2 separate regions of the Sus scrofa genome follow, and region 2 is linked to region 1. A link is a contact called in public HiChIP or PLAC-seq data. All regions are on one chromosome and are shown on one strand. The core of a region is the stretch at or near the end of the contact, and the rest is flanking DNA. Distances in the headings are between cores, read along the strand shown. Region 1 holds the start of MRPS36 (28S ribosomal protein S36, mitochondrial). Region 2 holds the start of LOC100517502 (small EDRK-rich factor 1).

Evidence for each region. HiChIP or PLAC-seq counts read pairs in DNA pulled down with a chosen protein or histone mark.
Region 2: a contact with region 1 is called in an H3K27ac HiChIP or PLAC-seq map of alveolar macrophages. The contact joins the promoter of LOC100517502 here to the promoter of MRPS36 in region 1. A contact is called at or near these places in 1 of 5 promoter capture datasets (liver), 2 of 47 Hi-C or Micro-C datasets (heart right ventricle and skeletal muscle) and 2 of 2 datasets of contacts at active chromatin or transcription factors (alveolar macrophages and skeletal muscle).

Annotation. Positions count from the first base shown.
Region 1 is chr16:47,382,975-47,388,272 of Sscrofa11.1, forward strand. MRPS36 (28S ribosomal protein S36, mitochondrial) reads left to right here and starts at 3,438. Exons shown (of 4, transcript XM_003134022.5): 1 at 3,438-3,575. The coding sequence starts at 3,534. It overlaps LOC102160395 (a long non-coding RNA gene), which reads right to left and starts at 3,372. Exons shown (of 4, transcript XR_308458.3): 1 at 3,186-3,372.
Region 2 is chr16:47,795,049-47,800,044 of Sscrofa11.1, forward strand. LOC100517502 (small EDRK-rich factor 1) reads right to left here and starts at 2,531. Exons shown (of 3, transcript XM_003134027.5): 1 at 2,371-2,531; 2 at 1,484-1,592. The coding sequence starts at 2,377.

The sequences.
Region 1 (5,298 bases), core at 2,188-4,687:
TACCACTTTTGAACTTTAGGAACACATTAGTTTATCTGGTTTCAGCAATGGTGACTTAGAAAGGATTTTAGTAGACTTTATCTTTTAGAGCAGTTTTAGGCTCACTGCAAAATTGAGCAGAGAGTACACAGAGGTCCCATATACATACTGCCCCCACACACGTACAGCCACCCCCATTATCACCATCCCCTACTAGAGTAATACATTGGTTACAACGGAACCCACAGTAACATGTCACTACCACCCCAAAATTGTATATTCTATGGGTTTTGACCAATGTATAATGACATATACCCACCACTGTAGTATCATACAGCATCGTGTCATTGTCCTAAAAAACCCCATGCTCTGCCTATTTGTCCCCCCCTCCTTCCAACCCCTGGCAACCACGGTGTCTCTATAGTTTTGCCCCTTCCAGAATATGATACAGTTGGAGTAATTCAGTAAGTACCTTTTTCGAGCACCATGATTTACTCCCATGATTGACAAAAAGTCAATTATCAAGTTAAGAGGGGAAAAAATTTTTATTCAAGCCAAACTGATGATTATAACTGGGAGAGCAGATTCTCAGCTCTGAGAACCGTTCCACCTGTTAGAAGTCAAAGGCACAGTCATACACATTTTTGAGACAAAAGATCATACATCAAAATGACACTGATATTTTACATAAAGTTCATTAAGAATACACAGTCCAGGTAAGCAGGGACAGCAAGTCACCATGACCCCCTAGAGAACTGGGACAGAACACTATTGTTTAAGAAGTTACACTGCTGGCTTCAGAAGAAAGGAAAAAAAAAAATTGATCTTTCCAGTTGAGCAGGCACTTTCGTCTTTGAGGCGCTCTGGTTAATGTGTAATGTACATGCACACTGTACATTCTGGAGGGAGGAGGCCCCAATACACACACGGAGAGAATTTTATGTTTAATTTTTTCTTGCCCTGACTTAAAATAAAAATTTTTATTTTTTATTTTTTGGCTGTGCATGAGGTAGATGGAAGCTCCTGGGCTAGGGATCAAACCACACCACAGCAATGACCCAAGCTGCTATGGTGATGATGCCAGATCCTTAACCTGCTGTGACACAAGAGAACTCCAAAATATAAATTACCACCAATGAAGTACATTAGTGTCACTTTACCTATAGCCTACCCAGATCATATTGTTCAAAGTTAATCTGTTAGCAAATTTGAGAGATTGAAAATAGTGTTTTGGTGTAGTATAAATTTTTCATAGAATGAGGGAGTTTGAATATTTTATTTTTATTTTATTTTATTTTTTGCTTTTTCTAGGGCCGATCCTGTGGCATATGGAGGTTCCCAGGCTAGGGGTCGAATTGGATCTGTAGCCGCTGGCCTACACCACAGCCACAGCAACGCGGGATCAGAGCCGTGTCTATGACTTACACCACAGCTCACGGCAACGCCGGATCCTTAACCCACTGAGCAAGGCCAGGGATTGAACCCGCAACCTCATGGTTCCTAGTTGGATTCGTTAACCACTGAGCCAGGACGGGAACTCCTGATATTTTAATATTATAAAATATATTTTAAAATATAAAATATTTTAATATTTTAAGGGGCAATTTGTATTTCTTTTCTGTATTTTTTTGGGGGGAGGTTGGCTGTACCCATGGCACATGGAAGTTCCCAGGCCAGATCCTTAACTGCCTGTGCCACGGCAGTGACAATGCTGGGTCCTTAACCCGCTGAGCTACCAGGGAACTCCTGTATTTCTTCTCTGTAATCTGCCTGTTCATGTGCTTTGCCCATTTAGCCACTTTATCAATCTGATTTTATTTTTTGCTTTTTATGGCCACATCTGTGACATATGAAAGTTCCCAGGCTAGGGGCTGAACTGGAGCTGCAGCTGCCATCCTTGCCACAGACACAGTAATGCAGGATGCAGGCTGCATCAGTGACCTATGCCACAGCTCACAGCAATGCTGGATCCTTAACCCACTGAGCAAGGACAGAGATCAAAGCCGAATCCTCTCAGATACCATGTTGGATTCTTTTTCTTTTTTTTGTCTTTTTTAGGGTCACACCCTTCGCATATGAATTAGAGCTGCAGCTGCCAGCCTACACCACAGCAATGCAGGATCCCAGTGGAGTCTGCAACCTACACCACAACTCACCGCTAAGCCACAACTATCTGGTTTTAGAATATGTACTCCTAAAACAAGCTTTGAAAGTTTTTTTTTTTTTTGGATAAGCCCAAAGCATGTGGCAGTTCCTTGGGCCAGAGATCGAACGCATGCCACAGCATTGACCCAAGCTGCAGCAGTAACAACACCTGAATCCTTAACCTGTGCCACAAGAGAACGCTTGAAAGCTTTTTTAAAAATAGATTTCTGGGAGCTCTCTGCTGTGGCACAGGCAGTTAAGGATCTGGCGTTGCTGCAGTTGTGGCATAGGTCACAGAGGCTGCTTGGATTTGATCATTGACACAGGAACCTCCTCATGCTTTGGGTGCAGCATAGAAAGAAAAAAAGATTTCTGCTCTCCTCCATAGACATACTGAATCAGAAGGACCCATATTTAGGCTCAGTAACTTCTAGATTTAGAAACCACTAATCTAGATCATTAAACAAATTTGTCACTCTATTTACAATAATGTAAGTTTACATTAGCTACAAGGTTAAGTGGTTGCAACATATTGCGTGTTAATTTTTTAACATTGTAAGTACTAATATTTACCTTACAATTTAATATAACTTGGGGGAATGATATGGATGGCTCATGCTTCAAAAAGAAAAACTTGAACTTTTGAATTTTCTTAAATTTGAAGCAAGCAGCAGTTTAATATCAGAACTAACGGTAGAGAAAGCAAGCAGAATACCAAATCAGGCAATGCTAATAAGCAAAGGAATAAGAGGTGGCCTACTACAGACCTGGAACTGACCACTCTTTCTGAGCTTGCTACTTATTCCTAAATTTTAACAAGATTGTTCATTTTATTTTATTTTTATTTTTTTGTCTTTTTACCTTTTTAGGGCCTCTCCTATCCCAGGCTAGGGACCTACGCCAGCCTACGCCAGCGCCACGGCAACGCCGGATCCTTAACCCACTAAGCAAGGCCAGGAATCGAACCTGAAACCTCATGGTTCTTAGTTGGATTCGTTAACCACGACGGGAACTCCCAAGATTGTTCATTTTAGGAAGCCACAAGAATTTATATTACTTACTTGGTTTCAGATTAAATTTTGGACTATACTGAAATTGGAAACTGGCTATCCGCAGAGGAACTGTTCCTAAATCACTCACTGGCTGATGAGCAAAATATATCCAACACCGCAAACCTCCAGCGGCAAAACGAAACAATGGAAAACACGTGGATCAGTTTCTACGCGGGAAGGAGGAAGGGCGGGGGCAGGCACAAAGGGGTGGAGCTAGCTCCAACGTGGAGGCGGGTCCGGCTCGAGCGCCCGCTCCTCCTCAGTGACGTCACTTGCAGGGCCCGCCCCCAGCCGCCCAGGACTCCTGATATAGCCGCTGCTAGCTAGTGCTCCGGAAGCTGCCCCTCCTCGGGGGTCATGATGGGCAGTAAGATGGCGTCTGCCAGCAGGGTCGTTCAGGTAAGGCGATTCGGTCGCTTTTCCGCGCCATGGGCGGTAGGGGTGGTGCTGAGGATAGCAACGGCGCTGAGGAGGAAAGGCGGTGGCGGAATCTGCGCCGTGACCACGGCCCTAGATAGGGCCTGCAGCGGCGCCCCTGGGGTGTGTGTGAGAATTGGACCTTGAGCTCGTTGGGTCGGGCATTGAGCCGGGCACTGGAGCCGAGAATCGAGTCAGGCCGCGAGAGTGCATCTTCCCAGGTAGGCCCGTCGCTGCTCCAAAGTCCCTAGACTGCACTCCACTAGGACCTCGTTAGCCTCTTAGGAGTCTGCAGCCTTGGCTGCCTTGGCAATAGCGTGGCCAATCGGCGACTAGTGTTATCCGTGTTGTAGCAGATCAGCCAATCGGAAGGAGGGCGGTAGCGGTGACTGAAAGGAAGCGAAGCTGGCATCTGACCCAGTGTCCCTTCAAGGTCTTGGGAATGGCCGGGGAACTGGCCCCACCTGCTGTGTCCTTGCCCGGGGCGGTATCTCCCCCCACCAGTGCCCCCGGCAGTCCTATCGTCTGGTTACAGGCCGGAATGGGGGGGGGGCTGTAAAAAAATGTATATATTTATCTTTTAATATATGCCTTAGTGTTGGTTTCCTAAGCTTTTTTACCCCTGAGTTTAGATTGGTGCTAGAGGAACTTTATAGTTACTCCACACATCAGTTACTGACTCCTGATAGCTTTTGTATTTGCTTCTCCAGCTGTGGTCTCTAGTTTAAATAGGAAGGGTAAAATTGGCATATAAAGGACCACAGCCTCCACTTCTGCGGTTTCTTTACGTGATCTTTTTCAACTCTTAAAAGTGTATTAGTGTATGATTAACTTTTAACTTTGATATGAGAAGTTCATTTCTCTTTGCAAAAATACTTGCCTTAAAAGACTCTTAAAGTTATTTCACTCTGAAGGGTAATCCTGCATCCCAATCCTTAGCCTCTTTGCATTGAATGGTCCTCACTTAGTCGTTGAATGGGTAGTTATTGAGCACTTGCTAATTAAAGACGCTGGGAGGACAGGAGACCATCTGACAAGAGACTAGTATCCATAATAGATAATCACATATTCCCATGGCATATAGCCCAATTTTTTTTTTTTTTTTTGCCTTTTTGCCTTAGGGACCTCCATATGCTCCCGCGCGGCATATGGAGGTCCCCAGGCTAGGGGTCTAATCAGAGCTGTAGCCACCGGCCTACGACAGAGGCACAGCGCGCGGGATCCGAGCCGCGTCTGCAACCTACACCACAGCTCAGGGCAACACCGGATCGTTAACCCACTGAGCAAGGCCAGGGATCGAACCCACAACCTCATGGTTCCTAGTCGGATTCGTTAACCACTGTGCCAGGGCGGGAACTCCCCAATTTTTAAAATGGGTAAAAAAGGTTGATATTGCTCAAAAGAAGATATCTAAATGAGCAATAACCCTATGAAAAGATCCTCAACATCATTACTTGCCAGGAAAATACAAATTCAAACCGGAAAATACTACTACACACACCAAAATTATTTAAAAGACTGACAGTACCAAGTGGTTATGAGAACATGAAACCCCTGAAGCTCTCATACACTGCTGGTAGGACTATAAAATGGTACAGCCCTCTGGAAAACTGTTTTGTCATTCTCTAGTACTAAACATACCTGCTCTGTGTCCCAGCAGTACTACTTAAAGGTTTATACCCCAGAGAAATGAATGCATATACCT
Region 2 (4,996 bases), core at 1,281-3,780, 410 kb after region 1:
GAGGTTCCCAGGTTAGGGGTCTATTCAGGCTGCTGGCCTACACCACAGCCACAGCAATGCCGGATCCTTAACCCACTGAGCAAGGGCAGGGACCGAACCCGAAACCTCATGGTTCCTAGTCGGATTCATTAACCACTGTGCCACGACGGGAACTCCCAAATTTATTTATCTTTATTTTTTGGTCTTTTTGTCTTTTTAGGGCCACACCCATGGCATATGAAGATCCCAGGCTAGCGGTCTAATTGGAGCTGCTGTTGCCGGCCTACGCCACAGCCACAGCAACACCAGATCCAAGCCGCATCTGCAACCTACACCACAGCTCACGGCAACAGCAGATCCCCAACCCACTTAAGCCTACAGCACCCGGTATGCCCAGACGGTCTCCCATTCAAGTGCTAACCAGGCTTGACCCTGCTTATCTTCCGAGATCAGACGTGATGGCACACGTTCAAGGTGGCACGGCTATAGACTAGAGCAGTTTTTAATGCCCAACCCCAGACCAGTTTAAATCAGGACCAGGTGTAGGGCACAGGCCTGAGCAGAAGTGAAGGTTTCTCAGGTGATTCTAATGTGCAGCCAGGCTTGAGGACCACAGAGAAGACATACTGAAGCCTGTGTAGTCAATTATTCGCCTAACCTCCAAGTTCCACATGGACAACAAAATTTTAGAATAAAATTAAATTTGACTTTTTTTAGAAACATGAATCCTTTTCCTTGAGCTTAAGTGGCAGTCTCAAAGTATTTCTGTAGCAGTTTTATATTATTTGTCACTTAGAGTCATATATGTCAAAGCACCTGCATTGACACCTGTGCACCTGCATTCTCTCCAATTCAATGGATCTTCAGACATCAGTACAGCTATATATGCTGTGTCTCTTTCAGAACAGTTATCCATATAATTGGTGACCTGTCATTCAGACTAGTGGGTAGGATGTCTGCTTTGAAAATGTTTGTCCTAGGAGTTCCTGTTGTGGCTCAGCAGTTAACGAAACTGCCTCATATCTGTGAGGACATGGATTAGATCCCTGACCTTGCTCAGTGGTTAAGGATCCCTCCTTGCCCTGAGCTGTGGTGTAGGTTGGCAGCTGCAGCTCTGATTCAACCCCTAGCCTGGGAACCTCCATATGCCGTGGGTGAGGCACAAAAAAAAAAAAAAAAGGAAAAAGAAAAAGAAAAAGATAATGTTTATCCTTAGCACCCAACAATGGAAGCTAAATGAAATTCACATGGTTATGGTAAAGTTGCATAAGACTTTCTGCAAAACAAATTGCAGTTTGAGAGCTTTAAATTCTTCATCCATGAGTTGGAATAATGACTGCCCCATAATACAGTGTTAGCATGCCTGGTGCACAACATATACTGAGCTGTTGCCCTCTTCTGCAGATTAGGCCTAATTCTACTAAGGATTTAAAAAATAAAAAATGCTTTCCATTCTCCAATATGAAAACTTCCGTGACTTGAGAATTCCTTTAGTATCACTTACCTCTGTTTTCTCTGAGAAGTAGTCAAGCTATCCTCTTTTCTTTTTCCCTTAGTAATTTCCTGCGATTTCTTCATGTTTTTCTGGCGGGCAAGTTCTCGTTGATTTCCACCTAGGAAGACAGTCATGCTATTTTCCCATCTACAAAATTAATAATTCCATTCTAAGGCCTTTATTTAAATGCATCTGAAGTTTGCTTTTTAAGTGGTAAGCCAGCAAAGAATGGCCTTGAATGGTGTTCCTGGATCTGACGACAAGGAGGAAGCTAAGAGGTAAACACTTAAGGTCTTAAGAATATTATTATACTAGTTAAGGTGTTCACTACCTATAAATACCAGATCTCTTCAAACAGGCATTCCAGTTGTCTGTCTATATGGGCCAGTATTTCAAAATAAGTTCTGGCTTTTGAGAAGTGTGGGTGGAGAGTGAAAGATACATCACAGACCACATCTCACACAAGTTGGCCCACGATAATTCAATTGTTAAGCAAGCGAAGACAGATGCTACTAAAACATTACCTGCAAGGGCCAAACAAAAGAACGAGGGAAGAGACTCAGAATTCCTGGTCCTCATTAGGCCTCTCGACTTTTTAAGTATTAAGCACCAGCTATAAGTCACCTCCAAAATAAGACCCCTCCCAGGGCTGCCATCTCCAGGGAGGTGCTCCTTGCTGTGTAAACTTGTATCGGAGGGGCAGATACCTGTCCGACCTTTCAGGCTGGACCGGAGCCAACCTTCCCTCTCTCCCATCTCACTGCAAACCGGGTCCCCACTGCGCCGGACAGAACGGGTTTCACCAGCCGGCCCCCGCCTCCCGCCCGCTGGGCCTCTGCGCTAGACTTCCTAGCCCGACGCTCCCTGCGGCTTCCTCTACCGGTCTGCACACTCACGGGCCATGCTGACCACTGAGCTTGGAAGAGAGCTACTTAGAAAAACAACGACTTCGCACGCTCAGCAGCCGTGCCCACTGGTAGATCTGAGAGACAGAGCCCGCGGCGGCGGGATACTCCTGAGAGAGGTCGACCGCCCCGCCCACCAAGCCCAGACAGCAGCCGGCTTGGCCGGAGAGGGACTGCGCCTGCGCGGCCGCTGGCGGCGGGGCGGGGGTGCGGTGCGTGGGTGCGGGGCGGTGCGGTCCCTGGCGCGGGCCGCGGATCCGCCGCAGCGGAGAGTAGTGTGCTGCCAGGGTCGTTCCGCCGTGCAAGTTTGGTAGAGTTCAGAAAGCGGGCCTGTGTCTGAGAGAGGGATAGGCGTGTGTGGACTTTCCTCTCTGCGTACAGCGAACTGGGGCTTGACCAGCCCCCATTTTTGGGGTAGCGACATTAAAAGTTAGAATATCTAGGAGTTCCCGCTGTGGCGTAGCGGGTTAAGGAGCCCGTGTTGTGTCTGCAGCGGAAGGGGTTGGATCCTCTATTCCGCAGCAGTGGGTTAAGAATCTGGAAACAAATGTGGCATAGGTCTCGACTGCGGCTCAAATTTGCCGCTGGTCCAAGAACTTCCATATGTCCTGGGCGATCTTTCATCACGTTTCAGAGGGGAGAAAGAGAGGAAGGGGACAGAATAGATAGATTGAATGTTAGCTCTGCGAAAGGTGGTATTGGCCCCTTACTTCTTTATTCACCCATCAAGCTTGCAAGGTGGTCTTAATTGTTCTCGTTTTTTTGGAAGAAGCAACTGAGACTGAGACCAGAAGCGACAGATCTACTAGGCAGGGAGCAGTGCAGTGAGGCAGAAGTGAGATTCAAGTTGAAAACAGACTCTCTCAAGTCTGTTCATTTCCTATTTTATCCCAATGCTTTGTCAGGGTGGACAGTACTTTGGGAGTTCCGTGGCTCTGTGCTTGGGTTGTGTGATGGGGAAAGAATGGAAGGGAATGTAGTATTACCAGGAATTCAGAATAGCCTAGAATTACCTTAAACCTACTGAAAAGCGGTGGAGCATCTGTCATGGCTAGATGCAGACATGTAAAGATGCTTGGTATTTATTATCTTCATCTATTCTGTTAATTGTTACAAACTGAAAAATGGGTAGAGTTAGTCTGGACACCCTAAAATTATCCTATTTTGTAAGGCTTTTAATTTGTTGGTTATTATTTTTTTCATTTTTTATTTTTTGTCTTATGAAAGTTCCCAGGCTAGGGGTTGAATCAGAGCTGTAGCTGCCTGCCTAGGCCAGAGCCACAGCAACACAGGATCTGAGCTGCGTCTGCAACCTACACCACATCTCACGGCAATGCCGATCCTTAACCCACTGAGCGAGGCCAGGGATCAAACCCTCGTCCTCATGGATACCAGTCGGATTCTTTTCTGCTGTGCCATAACAGGAACTCCTTCCTTGTGTACTTTTTTTTTTTTTTTTTTTATGGCGGTTCCCAGGCTAGGGGTCCAATCAGAGATACAGGTTCTGGCCTACGCCCTGGCCACAGTGACTTGGAATCCGAGTGGCATCTGTGACCTCTGACCCTGAACCCGGCATCCTCATGGATGCTAGTTGGGTTGCTAACCTCTGAGCCATGATGGGAACTCCTGTACTTTTTAATGTGGCTGTAATACCTGCTCAAAAATTACTATAGTTAGGAGTTCCCATTGTGGTGCAGCGGAAACGAATTTGCCTAGGAACCATGAGGTTGCGGGTTCAATCCCTGGCCTCACTCAGTGGGTTAAGGATTCAGTGTTGCCATGAGCTGTGGTGTAGGCTGCAGACACAGCTTGGATCCCTCCTTGCTGTGACTGTAGTGTAGGCCAGCAGCTGTAGGTCCAATTCGACCCCTAGCCAGGAACCTCCATATGCTGTAAATGAGGCCCTAAAAAGAAAAAAAAATTATTATAGTTGAGACTTTATAAGTTAATGCGAGCATTTTTAATCTGCTTCAGGAAGGAGCAGTAGGGCAATAAACAAGGCATTCTGAAGAGAAGAGGAAGATTCAACAAATGAACAAGACAATATAAGAATTTTTAAATACAATGACACAAATTTAGAGGGTAATATGACAGAAATTAATGAGAGGTTGGCTTACATTATGTAGGGTAGTACAGGAACTCCTCTAAAATTAGAAGGAAAATGTCTGGAGATGAAACTGGCTCTATGGATTATGGGCCAGTGTTTGAACCTGCAATACAAGTCCCCTGACTCATGGAAAACAGAAGCCTGACTTCCTTTTTGGAAGGAGAAGAAAATTCTACAAGAACACCTGTTACATTAATAACAAAATGCCTGGGGAATAAAACCTTGAACTGATTGAAAAGATTGCTAGGTCATCTAGAAAGAGAGACAATTTTAGATGTTTTTGAGAATAGGAAGGCAAGAGTGAAAGCATAGAGAAGAGAAGGCTATACTGTAGGCTCCCTCCGGCACTCTGAACAGCGACTTCAAACACACCTAAAGAAGCTCAAGAACTTGACAAAAATAATTCCTGCCAAAAATATCTCAGGAATATTAGAGTTACTGCCAGAACCAAACAGCTCTGTACAGCATATTCTGGTATAAACAGAAGGCACTGGCCTTTCTTACCCAAGA